Regions from separate parts of the Mus musculus genome. Here region 1 is linked to region 2. A link is a contact called in public Hi-C data. All regions are on one chromosome and are shown on one strand. Each heading gives the region's core, a stretch centred on a gene start, on an enhancer-like site or on the middle of the called end of the contact. The rest is flanking DNA. Distances are from core to core; before and after follow the strand shown.

What was found. A called contact is a pair of places that touch in the nucleus more often than the background predicts.
Region 1: a Hi-C map of stem cell-derived neural stem cells shows a contact between it and region 2, with 5 times the contacts expected there. The contact joins two enhancer-like sites. A contact is called at or near these places in 3 of 39 promoter capture datasets (the 3T3-L1 cell line and hippocampal neurons), 15 of 484 Hi-C or Micro-C datasets (the MC3T3-E1 cell line, MC3T3-E1-derived osteoblasts, brown adipocytes and 10 more) and 1 of 115 datasets of contacts at active chromatin or transcription factors (astrocytes).

The regions. Positions count from the first base shown.
Region 1 is chr8:92,717,497-92,724,188 of GRCm38.p6, forward strand. No RefSeq gene overlaps it. Among named protein-coding and RNA genes, the nearest start is that of Irx6, 47 kb to the left of the region's middle. Within about 2 kb of position 4,250, at least 85 of the 459 cell types and tissues checked have an H3K27ac peak or open chromatin away from gene starts, as enhancers often do. A contact at or near this core is called in stem cell-derived neural stem cells, where this site is marked.
Region 2 is chr8:92,491,393-92,497,912 of GRCm38.p6, forward strand. No RefSeq gene overlaps it. Among named protein-coding and RNA genes, the nearest start is that of Irx5, 140 kb to the left of the region's middle. Within about 2 kb of position 2,234, at least 11 of the 459 cell types and tissues checked have an H3K27ac peak or open chromatin away from gene starts, as enhancers often do. A contact at or near this core is called in stem cell-derived neural stem cells, where this site is marked.

The sequences.
Region 1 (6,692 bases), core at 3,000-5,499, 230 kb after region 2:
AAATGACTATAAAACAAAATTGGAGAGAAGCAGGGTGTGGGTGGGTGTGTATGTGCATGAGCGCATTTCCTCCAGTGCAAATAGCCATTGTTTGAGACCAATCAGCTTTGCTGTGGGCCTTCCCCAGGCTTGTTCTCAGTCTGGGAGCATCTGCTGCACATTTTTTCATTTCTTTCCAGTTTTGAGCAATTTGGTTCATAAGCTCCGTTTCCTTGTGGCTTCCTGGAGCTCTGATGACAAACCACGATACTTTGTTCCTGTCCTTTCAGGCCCTGAAGGGCACCGAAGAACACATGAAGTTTGTTTCTAATTTTGCATCTGCCAAAACATTCCTGGGGTAACAATACAAGCCAGTAAGAATAGGATGCACTGTCCCTCTCGTTCCACAAAACAAACAAACCCAAAAGGAAATCAAACACAGTCCTGGAAAACGCAGCATACATATTTTTACACCCATTCTCCCTTTTCCAAGCTGGGAAAACGTCCTCCTGCAGTACAACTGAGGTGGCACCATGCCTTCCCTGTTTACAGTGACTAATGAGGGCACAGGCAACATCCACTAATAAGAAGGAGCCCCATGCAAGGCTTCCCTCAACTCCATTTTACAAACTCCTTGTTTGTAAAATGAAGGTCTCCGGGGACAGTTTAAGAGAATGCAGAATCCAATTTCCTCACCAGTGTTGGGAGTTTTATTTTTAACTCATCTACTCAGAATAACCAATGTCCTCCACACCTGTCCCCTCATAGACAGAGAGTTCACAGGGACTCAAAGCAAAACCGCCTCTTCATTTCCAATGCTAGACTGCTCAGAATAGCTCGGTGTTTGGAATTGCTGAATCTTGGCCAAGGTGATGTCATCAAATCAGTGTCACTGAGAGAATTAATTCATTATGGTGGAATTAAGTTAAATCCTCTATGATACACCATTAGGCACCCATACTAACTTGCTCGCGACAACCCCGGGTGAGGCACGTACAAATATAGAAATGAAAAACAAACTCCAAACCTCAGACCTCAAAGGCCATTTGGTAGCTTTCAAAGTCAAAATCCTTTGACTCTTAAAATTATTTTTTCCATCTCAAGGTGTTTAGCAACTCAAGATACCTTGAATGTCACAGAAGACAGCTGCCTTGTGGTATTGTTTACTAGTAAATAATCCTTTTGTATTTTTATATTTTTTAAAAAACCGGATTACTCACTTCTTACAATCGTCCAAGTAGACACAAGAAGAGTTTTACATTTAATTTCCCAGATATGATACAAGAGCGTTGCCACAGCAGGAAGTCACTTAGTGGAGATTTTCAGAATATTTCCAGTCCCTAAATTTACGGTATAACCAACGAATATATCTTTAACCTGGGGAACCACAGAGAGATAAACAAGTGGACTCCTGCAGGGTTCTACAGTTCTGTCCAGAGTCCTGCTGTATCTTTGTGTAAAAGTCTATTCTCTAGGGCCCAGGGAGAAAGGAAGGAGGAGTATTAGCCTTTACTTCAGGGTGGCTCTGCTTCTGTCACCAAATTTGTGCTGAGTCCAAGAAAAAGCCTCATCTCTCCCATGCTACAACCCACATACTTAACCTAGGCTAATGATTGCCTATGGGGCAGGCTGAGTTTCTTAGAGGCAAGATTATAAAAGTATTCACTATGAAAACTTACATGTTAATGGAGCTAAAAAAAATAAAGGTTACTGCTTCAAAAATTAGGTCACTTCATACTGGCAAAAGGACATTCGATCTTAGAAGAGACATAAGGGGACAAAAAAAAAATAAAAATAAAAACCCACAGTTCTTATTCAGGACACCTTGTATGTGACAAACAGCTATTAAATGACAAATGGAAATTTCCTGTCCTTTATGAGATGATTTGACAATTGGCCTGGTATACTTTCTATGGTAGCTGGCTATGGGGGGGAAAAGTTGTAGCTATCAAGCTCTGTGTGTAATGGTCGGCCACACTCTTTGTCTGCGTGTCTGCAAAGATCGTGGGCTACTTATTGCCACAGCCCACCATCTCACGTCTGGGAAGACTTGTTCTTCCCACTTTTCAAACAAAGAAATTTTACTTTTACAGGTCAGCTCCCATTATAGCACACATTACCCTTGGATCCTTGAAAAATAATAAAAGGAATTCTTAAAAACCTAGCCAATGACTTGCTTGCTTTATACAATATTGATAGGGCAGCCCTGAGAGTAACAAAGGAATTTTGATGGTACCTGCCTTCTCTTTTTATAATGGGATATGGCCACGATCAGGAAGAGCATGTATTTATTTTTTATTCACTTAAAACGTACAGCTGCTCTCCTTTCAATAGGTTTGAGGTGGCTTGCAAAAGGAAAACAAGCAAGCAAGCAAACAAACAAAAACCCGTATGCGTTAAGACTGCTACAGATAGAAAAATTTAAAAAAAAAATGGAAAAGAAGGAGGGGGAGAACTGAGGGAAGGAAGAAGAGAGGGGGAGGAATATTATTCCCTTAGGGAAACCAGAGCTCCTATCAATGAGCATTACATGGATTCGGATGTCAAATTTTCTGTTCTAGAAAGACTCAGAGCAGGCGATGCTGGTTGGCAATGCCAGAAAGCTTACCAGTGTCGGGCTTTCGGATGGCAGCCACTTCCACTGGTTGATGTGCCTGATGTGCCTGCTGTTGGATTCATTAAGGATTTTTTTTTTTTAGCATCACTCCAGGTTTATGCAAAGACTAGACACACTATAATGGGCAGTGGTTTGTAGTATTGCACCCTGTACTCGAAAAAGCCTTGCGACATCTACAGGACTCCGTTGATTTCTATTTAAAATACACAAAAGCCATGTTTATTTTCCCTGCTAAGTGCTGCCTGCTAAGTGCTCTCTGTCCAACGGGATAGGGGAAGGTGGGTCGTGCTGTTTCTTCAGATCCCTTCTCTCTGTAGGAGAGATGAGTATGAGTTACTCCGTCTCAGTAGATGTTCAGCAAAAATCTGATTTTTTTTTTGTTATTGTTCTTAACAGGTATTTTTATAGCAACAGTTTAAAATCTTCAGTAACAACGCCCTGGAGCGCCCCATTTCAGCTGAAGAATATGCAAACACTATAATGGGTTTTCAAGCTTGAAAAAAAGGAGGGGTACACGTCCTTCCTTTTCTGTAATTCACCTCATTCCTAAGTGTCCACCTGTGCAAGAGTTCATGGCACCAACTTACATTTCCCTGGCGTGCACAAAGGACAAGGTGTCTGCCTTCCCTTCCAATTGCTTGGCCTTCAATCAGTGTCACCATAAATGTGATATATGAATGTTAAATCCAAATATTTTATTGGTGCAGATAAATATGATTTGTAAAAAGAGTCAAATTAACAATCCATTACATACTAATGGGCTCTAATCAATAAGTTTAATTTGACTAAAAGGAGAGGGGCGGAGGAGAAAAGAGACTCAATTACACCCAAATGGTGCCATTTGAAATTATAAAGGTGAATGACTTTTGTAACTTTTGAGCTGCGTTCTGGCTTGAGTTTTAGACCTAAGGTTTGAGCTGTATTCAAAGTGGCCCATATGTACATTCTATTATTTTTCTTAGAAAACATATTGCTTTAAATATAAAGAGTTCCCTAGTCATATTTGTCTTGGCTTATTTTGGTAAATAAATAAATAAATAAATAAATAAACAAATAAATAAACAAATAAATAAATAAAACAGTGTACCTAAACTTCACATCTCTTGTTCACATCCTTCTCTTCCTTCCCTACTGCCTCGGCTGCCTTCTAGCTTCTGACTCTAGGCTTTCTTGGAGAGCCTGCCCACATCCAATGCTTAACACCCACGCGTGCTTCAATAATTCTCCAATTTGCTGTTTCTATTTGACACTCTAATTTATTCGTTCCAACTGTGTTTTGATAGTCCACTATAGGACCTGGTCACTTTCTTCCCTTTTCTGTCTCCTCCTCTCGTAGAATGAGTCATACCACTGTAACTATTCTGGAATCAATTGAGAAAAAGTACCCAGGTCTCTGAAGTAGCCCGTGCCACAGCTTCCCCTTTGGAAAGGTCCCCATCTCGGCTCACAGGGCTCAGCCACAGAAGTAAAGTTCCCCTCTGTGTTCGCATCTCAAGCTGGCAAGAGCTTTTAGAGCATGATTCCTAGACTCTTTGGGCTCTCTTTTTTTTCCCTCTCGAAGCCTACAGAAACAGATGAGCTTCCTTTGGCTGGGGCTTCTGCTGTTCCCAGGCATCGTGCCTTCCATAATCCTGATGTCAGCCTGCTCCCTAGCGTCGTGGACTGGGTCTAGCACTTGACAGCAGCTGCAGCCTCAGCAACAACTGACCAACCCAGGCTGTTGCAGCTCATTCTGGGAAGCAGGAAGCAGCTCCCAGCTCTAGCTCCAGTCGGGCATAAGAGGAACAAAGCCTGGAGGACTATCTCACCCTCTCTGGGTGGCAAGGAAATCTCAATTATACACCCAAGGGATGTGGTTTATGAAAAAACTAGAAAGAATGTCTCAATTGTGTACGTAAATTGTTTTGTTTTACAAGCTGGGGTAAATCAGCACATTTGCAGCCCTTATTTATCTGATCCACTCCATAAGTCTCCTTTTGAACGCATGCCATTGATGTGGGGTGGGTGCCTATGCAAAGCACAACCGCCCGGGCCTAAATTCAATTAGGGCATTAGGAGGGAAAATGGAAATTTGGCTTTGGGGTTAGGCATGACTGCTGAGAACTTCTTGGAATTGGAATCGTTCTTAGGCTGTAACTAAAGATTAAAATCGAAGGGTAGACGTCTCCAAGGGACGCTGTTGAGTAGCCAGAACACAGATTTGAGTGAGACCTTTAAAGACAAAGATGGCAAATGAGATGCACTCCTTTTCCGTGATCTCTAACACACACACGCACACACACACACACACACACACACACACACCAAAAATAAAAGCAAAAATCTTCCGTGTAACCCCCAACATACTGAACATTTTATTGAACTAGGGTTGTCTATGCCTCCAGTTCTGATGCTCTTGTAAAAAATAAAAATGAAAATATATGATCCTGTGATCTTAAACTATACACTGGGAAAAAAAAAACATCCAAAAAACAATATTTAAAAACACAGTGTTTTATCTTTATCCAACTCTTAACTGAAAATTACAGCCCCAGGGATTTGAGTGATTTAAAAAAAAAAAACAACGGAGTGTTTAAGTTGTATATATAAACTATTTTGTTTTATGAGCTGGAGCAAATCACAGACAGGTTGTGGTGGTCAGAAAAGTTTGAGTTGGTGCGGGAGCGCAGGCAGGATTAATCTCCCAGCTTTGAGTATGGGCTGTTGAACCCTAATCGCTGATAACAGCTGTCTAGTGGCCGAGCCACTCCACTCCGTATCGTATCGATATGGCACTCAGTCTCTCAGAAAGCCCCTCACTCTTGCCGGCACTTACAGGGAGATAATTAATAGTCCCCTGAGTTATAGATTCCGAGCCAAAGGTAGCAGTGCATAATGGAAGCCAAGGTCACCCAAATACAGAAGCCTCTGCAACAAAAGGGAGTGCAATTACCATCCTGTTGGGAAGATCTTGTAAGTTTTCATCATTTTAATTCTTAAACCTTCCTCTTGGCACTGAAGTTCCAATTCTCTGATTTATGACGGGGGAAATAAAAGCTCTCCTGAACCACACAAAAGGCTTCTCTTTGGGTCATTCCAGACCGCTTCTAGGAGGCCAAAAGATAGAGAAAGAAGAAAGACAAACGTGGCCAACAGGCCCTTCAAAGCCCCTTCCCCCACTGCCATGCCTCCTCTTGAATGCCCCTGGGCGGTATCATGTATATCAAAATATACTCGGGTTTCACACTACCTATAATTTTTTGGGCTGTTAAAAACACAATATCTCTAGTTTTGTATGTAACATTATTATTTATTTTCAGTTGTTGCTGTTCTTTCCCTCCTTTGGGGCTGATGGCTTCCTGCCCTGACTTGGCACCCCAGGTCTTGTGGAATTTGAAGGGCCTTGAAAAGTTTCAGCGGCTTTGGTTTGTGTTGCCAATGGAGACGGGCAAGTCGGTTTGCTGAGCTGCACCTCGGGCTGAACACAGGAGAATAGTTCCTAGCACCATTGTTGAGGGCCTAAATTTGTTCCTGCTGGGCAAATCTCTCCTTCCCTGTCATTAATACACACATGTGTACATGTGTGCGTGTGTGTGTGTGTGTGTGTGTGTGTGTGTGTGCGCACACACACATGAACTACTCAAGAAATACTCAAGTACATGCTGAAAAAAAGTTTTGCTTTGTTTTAAGTAAAGCACTCAGGTCTAAAAAGTGTAATAAATTTAATAGGATACCCTTTGGGGAGCAGGCCGGTCGGAAGCTGAACCGGGTACTTGGGTGAACCCGTAAGCATGGTGACAGCCGGCATCACTCAGCACCTCCTGAAATGGTTCCCAACTAACAGCACTCCTTTTGATGATCAGATGGGCTTGCTGTCTTTCTGCTCTGGACAAAAGAGCAAGCAGACACAATCATCTTTTGAGAAGGATGGCATCGTCATTGTCTGCAGAGCGGGACTGTAATTAAGCACCAGAAATAGGGCAGCTGAGAAGGGACAAAGGGAAAGGAAGGCAGGGACGGTGAGCAGCAGCGTTGTGGAGGAAAGCCTGGACAAAGATAGTGGCTGCAACTGAGTCCCCACACCAATGAGGTCATTCTGGGAAAGGGTGCAGCTGGC
Region 2 (6,520 bases), core at 984-3,483:
CATCCTACCATCTAGGACAGAGATCCTTTCTTCTCTCTCACAGTCAAGGAGACAGCAACATCCGGAAAATAAATAACCCACCAGAGGCCACCCAGCCCATGGATGGCTGAGCAAGATTTGAGCTGCACAGTTTGGGTCTAGACACTGCACATTAATGACCTCGAGCTGCTTTTCTGGGTGTGTGGAGCAGGGCTCCAGGAAACTACTATAGGGCAAGGATTTGTGGTCTAGCCAAGGCACCCGGGCAAGGAAGGAGAGGGCAGGCCTGCCTCCAGCATGCTGAGCTGATGCACTGTCCAGGGAGGCCAGATAGATGGAGCAGAGCAGCAGGCCAGCACCCCCTGGAGGACATGCCAGGCTCTCTCCTAGACAGGGGAGGCTTAAGATAATGCCCTCCCCTCCCCAAAGAGCCCCTGCCTTCCAAGTTCATCATGTCATTGTGGACAAACATAGACCATGAGAAACCTAAATAAGCGAGCGGCTGCTCGGGGCCTCAGGCAGCTAACCATAATGGAGGTTTTGGGGTTTCTGCTTCAGACAGAACATCACATTCCTCAGCCGAAATAGCTGGGTGGAGAAGCAGGGCATCATTGCATGGGAACACCCGGCCAGGATGAGCCAAACAAGACAGAAATAAGCCCTGGTCACCACATGAAGGGAACTCGTAGGTGTGTGGCTGGCTGGACCCTGCCTTGCCCTGTCCTGCCCTGTTAGGGCTGCTGTTCCCCACAGAAGTTCTGGGTTGGCCCGAGGAAGAAGGCAGGCTGCTATTTGACTGGATATTAGCCTTTAAGCCTCCAAGACATCAGCTCTTTCTTAGACAAGGGTCCTTAGAAATTGAAGGGTGAAAAGCACCCTACTTATTCTGCCCCTTCTCAACACATACAGACAATGATGAATTACCAGACAGGGCCAGAAATAGATGTATACACATATCTGTGTAACTGAGGCAGACAGACGTGTTCTGGTAAAAACACATGCAGAGCATGGGCTAATACACACAAATCAACTTCCATGTATGAACCCTGCACTCAACACCCCTCACACAGCCCAACCAGTAGAGCACATGGTGTTTTGTGGACCAGGGAGCTGTGCACATGCACAGAACCCAGCTACCTATATTCTTCCAGAGGCTTGATGTGGGCACACAGGAGTGCACACACACACACCAGAGCAGACACATAGGAGCCTCTGTAGCATGTATTCAGGCAGGAGTACTCACGTGTACACATACACACACACACACACACACACACACACACACACACACACACACACACACACACACACAGATACACACACTTATACACGAGTTGTACTTTTGGAAACGTGGTCTCCCAGGCATTTCATGCTGACTCTGGCTTCTTAGGCTGCTTCCTACCCTGGGCATGCTCATCCTAGAGGGTCAAAGCTGGAGCAATCTTATTGAAGCATGCATCTAAGCTCATTTTGGTGAGTGTTGAGATGGGGGATGGTATCAAGAATTCCTCTCACTCTACACTTTCCCCCCTCACCTTGGGTTAGCATCTTTCTCCCTCCATGCTGATTTTTTCATGGAATAAACAGCTAAGCAGACCCAGGCTCTCCCCAGAGATTAGGCCTACATGTGTGTCTTAGCAACAAGCCTGTAAAGATGGAGGAGATCATAGCTGCTTGGTCCATTCCTTTATACCGAGGCCATTACAGTACCTGGACTCTCCATTCACATAACAAATGAGTACATAGGGAAAAAAAGGGGGCTTGGTATCTCACTTAGCAGGGATGGAAACTAAGGCCCAAGGAAGCCCAGCTTCACCAAAGCTACAGCAGTTTGCCTCCCGCCTCACACAGGGCTGCCTAGTCTGTGAATTCTTAGAATCCATTCCTCACATGGAGGGCAGGGGCAGTAAAATCTGAATTCCACAGCCAAGTGGGCAGCAAAGGATCCTGGGAACCTCTAGGCTTCCCACCTCTGTCTGCCTTGCATCTGCCCTGGGCCAGAGGGTGCAGCTTCAGCATCCAAGCCATTCGGTGGCGTCTCCCTCCCTGAAGCAGCAGATGGATGGTGCCCTCAGCACCCCACACAGCACTCCACTAGAGCCTTTAGACCTGGAGATGAGCTTCAAGTTTCTGTCCCTGAGAGCAGGCAGGAAGAAAGGAGGAGAAATGGAGACAGCAGGGGTCAGTATTTGTTCAGTGGAGGCCATGGCAGACCAGTATGGAGGACTGGCTGTCTTTAGGCACGATGCCCAGTACCTCTCAGACACATAACACCAGAGCCACAGACTGCTCTGGCCCTGGCCCCAGTAGGGGAAGGCAGCACTGAAGCCTCCCAGGAATCCACACGGCTGCTTAGGAAAGGTCCCTGCTTTGCACCACGTTGACAATTTGCCAGCTGTTGTTTTGTAGCAACAGAATCTTTCCTCTGATAATTCTCTTTGAAGTTTTAAATTAAGGTGTATACTTTTGTGTTTGGTGGAATTGTTATAAACATGGGATTGGGCAGATAGCCCCAGCAGAGTTACAGACAAGTTCCATCTTCCCCCAATCTCCACCCCAGCAACCTACCTTGTGGTTATCTCTGCCAGCAACTACCAGTCTGTTGTCTTTCCTTAGAGCTCAGCCTTTTCCAGGATGTTCTGTAAATGAAAACACGCACAATGCAGGCACTGCATTGACCACGGTGTACACGAGAGCCAACTGTGCTGTAGAGCACATTGGTAGCTTGCAGCTCCTTACATGAGCAAGCAGACATCCTTACAGAGAAGGTCCCATTGGTTCATCGGCTCCCTAGGAGGAATGAAGTGAAGTGAAGGAGAAGTGCCCACTGCTTCTACTTTAGGCCGTTATCAGTGAAGTTGCTGTGAGCACTCTTACACAAGTTGTGCATGTGTTTGTCCTTTTTGGTAAGTAGGATTGGCCTCAGCTTCTTCAGAAACTGTCCAAGTGCGACTTTGCAGGGTCCTATCTTAGATTCCCACAGTGGTGAATGAGAGCATCAGCATCATTAGCATCAGCATCAGCATCATTAGCATGAGCATCAGCATCATTACCATCAGCATCAGCATCAGCAGCATCACTAGGAGCAGCAGCAGTTCAGCTATGGCTACCCCTGCTCTCTGTCACTAGCCTAGTAATTATACATCAAGCGATATTCCACCAGAAGTTCTAGACTATGGAACAGGTAAATAGAATTGTCTGCGACAAAACTAGAGCTCTGACCCCCAACTTTTCCTGGCAGCAGCAGGGTTCCCGCATACCTTTTGCAGGGCAATGCCAAAAGATTAGGGGATCATCACCCTAGGCCACATAGCTCATAAAGAGGGGACTTTGGGCAAGGACTGGCCTCTGATCAGTGTTCCGTCGGAACTATAAACAGGGAATTGAGGCCCTCAAGCCATTTTCCAGGGACCTATGTGAGGCTAGGTTGAGGCCTGTGTTTGGGTGTAGTTTGGGGCTATTACCATGTTGGGATTTTTAGGTGAGATAGTATGCCAAGGTCTTTAGGATCACAGAGATACTTAGCACTATCACCACCTCCACCACCACCACCACCACTACCACCACCACCACCACCACCGCCACCACCACCACTACCACCACCACCACCACTACCACCTCCACCACTACCACCACCACCACCACCACCGCCACCACCACCACTACCACCACCACCACCACCACCGCCACCACCACCACTACCACCACCACCACTACCACCACCGCCACCACCACTACCACCACCACCACCACCACCACCACCACCAACAACAACAACAAGAACAACAACAACAACAAAAACTGGTATATTAGTAACATTTTTCTGTTGTGATAAAATAACCAAAGCAATGTAAAGAAGAGCCAGGCAGTGGTGGCGCATGCCTTTAATCCCAGCACTTGGGAGGTAGAGGCAGGTGGATTTCTGAGTTCGAGGCCAGCTCACAGTTTGAGTGTAACATCTATCAGGTGGCAAAGTTCAGTGGCAGGAGCTTCAGGCATCTGGTCACAGTGCACCACAGCCCGGAAGCAGAGCTATGGATGCTCTCGTGCTTTGTGTTTTCTCCTCTGGAAGCCTAGAGCATAAGCCTAGGGAACGGTGATGCCCGCTTTTTAAGGTGGATCTCACCTCAGCCAACCTAATTAAGATAATCCCTTACAGGCACACCTAGAGGTTTGTCTACTAGGCTATTCTAGATCTTGTCAGGTTGGCAATTAACACTGACCACCACGTTTGAACAAATCACTTTCCCCCTCTGACCCTCAGTTTCAGCACTAGTAAAACAGATGCACATCTTACAATTCCATTGGGCTATCAAGTCGTTCCAGCTCAGGACCCAATTCTTTGTTGGATATATTTATTTGGTAACATCGCCTGGGGCAAACAACGCGACATGCCAGTACAAATGTGGTAAATCAGACAGGATGGATCCAGAGGTCAGAGGGGAACAGATCAGATCTGAGAAGGGACAGTGGTCAAATGAGCAATATTGCAGGTGCTGTGGAGAAAAATAAAGGATCAAGTCCAATATGGATCATGCAGAGAAAGGGGATGCCACTGGAGACAGGGTGGTCAGGGAAAGAGCCTTTGGGAGGTGACACCTGAGCAGAGACTTGAAGAAAGTAGGAGTTTCAGCCATGCATAGTGTTTATTAGCTGTGCATCCTTAACCTTGCCATACCTCCTTCCCTTGATGTTAACATAAACTCAATCAACATCCTTCATAATGAGCTGTTGCAAGGTTGAGGGGCTGCTCACCCAGCTCCTCTTTGCTCTGTATGGAGCCCCAGTCAGGTTGGGGGTGAATACAAAGATGACATGATTTGCAAGGTGTGAGATATGAATTAATCCTCCAACAGCTCACGAATCCTGAGCTACACCTTCCCCATGGTGGCACGTCTAACTGCCTTCCTTATGTTGAGGTAGATGGAGGTAGTGGTCCCTCCCATATACACAGGCCTATTTTGTGAGGAAGGGATTTGGCTACTCTTCCCACCAGGATGCTACGCACTTCCTTGTTTGACCTTGAACTCAGCTATGTGATGAACTTTAGCTAACGTGTGTGGGCTGTTCGTACAGGTGACAAGGACCTCTTGTGTTTCTGCCATCACTAGAACAAAGCAACTTGAAGCAGCTTGATGGATCTAGTAGGGCAGAGGCAATCGGCAGAGTCCCATGAACTACAGTGTGGAGCTGGGTTCATCAGAACTCCGATAAGACCAGCAGCTTCCAGCCAATCTCCAGATAAGCCAACAGAAAGAGTACTGTTATCTAAGCCACTGCTTCTGGGTGGTTTGTTACACAGCACGATGGTGGTAACTTATGACTGATACGTGTGTGTGTGTGTGTGTGTGTGTGTGTGTAACTTAATAATTTAATAAAATTATGTATATATTTATCATATGTTTAGCCCTTGCAGAATCCTTAAGTAGTTTTATGAGTGAGCTGGGGAAGGTTAAGTTACACACAAATTTGTAAAGGAAGGGTTATGAATGCACGCCATCTGATTTTAGGTCCTCTTCCATTAATCTTCACGTGAAAGGGGAGGGAAAGCATGTGGAGGGGACACACATTTGACATAGCTGCATCTAACGGCTTTGTGTGGGATGTGAGGAATCTGACCTGAGAAAAGGTTGTGTATAGAGGAGAGCACAATGCTGCTGGGGGGATGCTAAGCAGATGTTGAGAGAATGGAAATGTAGACAGAGGAAGTTCATACAGGGATCCTCACAATGATGCCTTGCCCTTAAAGCCCTCTTCCCCTGTCTTGTCTGTTCCTGCTCACCCCAGCTCTGAGCAACGGGGACTTGACTTGAGATGGTGTGCATTTTGGCTGAGATGGCTGTACCCCCAGATCTTCAGGGTCTGCTTGCCTATCACACTTTACATGGCTTTGGCGGCACTTGTGCTGTGCTCTGTGGAGCAACATCCACCTTTGGCACATGCTCAGTGTGTAGCCACACAATGGGATCGGTGGATTTAACATGTGTGTCAGCAGGTGAGATAGTCCTAAGTGTGAGCTCTTTCTTGCCATTTTGCACATCAGAAACATGTATCAGATTAGTAGGTGGCTATGATCAAGTCTTGTGACACCATGGACATTTTTTGCACTATTGCATGATACAGGGCTGGAGCATCCTCTCTGATACAGCTCCCTGGGCTGACCAGAGCAAGCATCGGAGTGCTGAAGTCCTAGGCTCAGTAGAACAGGGAAGTGGGATGATCTGAACTCCTTGGAACAGCATACCCAGAGCAGAGTACATGGAGAGGATCATGGGAACAAGGGGAGCCAGGCTTGGTGAATGAATGGATGGATGGATATGTAGGTGCTTGTAGCAGTGCTTACCATGTGCCAGGCTCCACGTAGGGGATCTATAAACACTGGTTCTTTGATTCTCAGAGTATTACTGGCACTGGATGGCACTATGGCCCCTACAAAGCTATGGCCAAGTCCTACGCCTGAGCTCTGTGGATGTGACCCTGCTTGGAGAAGGGACTTGACAAGTATTATTTAATTCAGAGCCAACACACAATGTTTCATGTT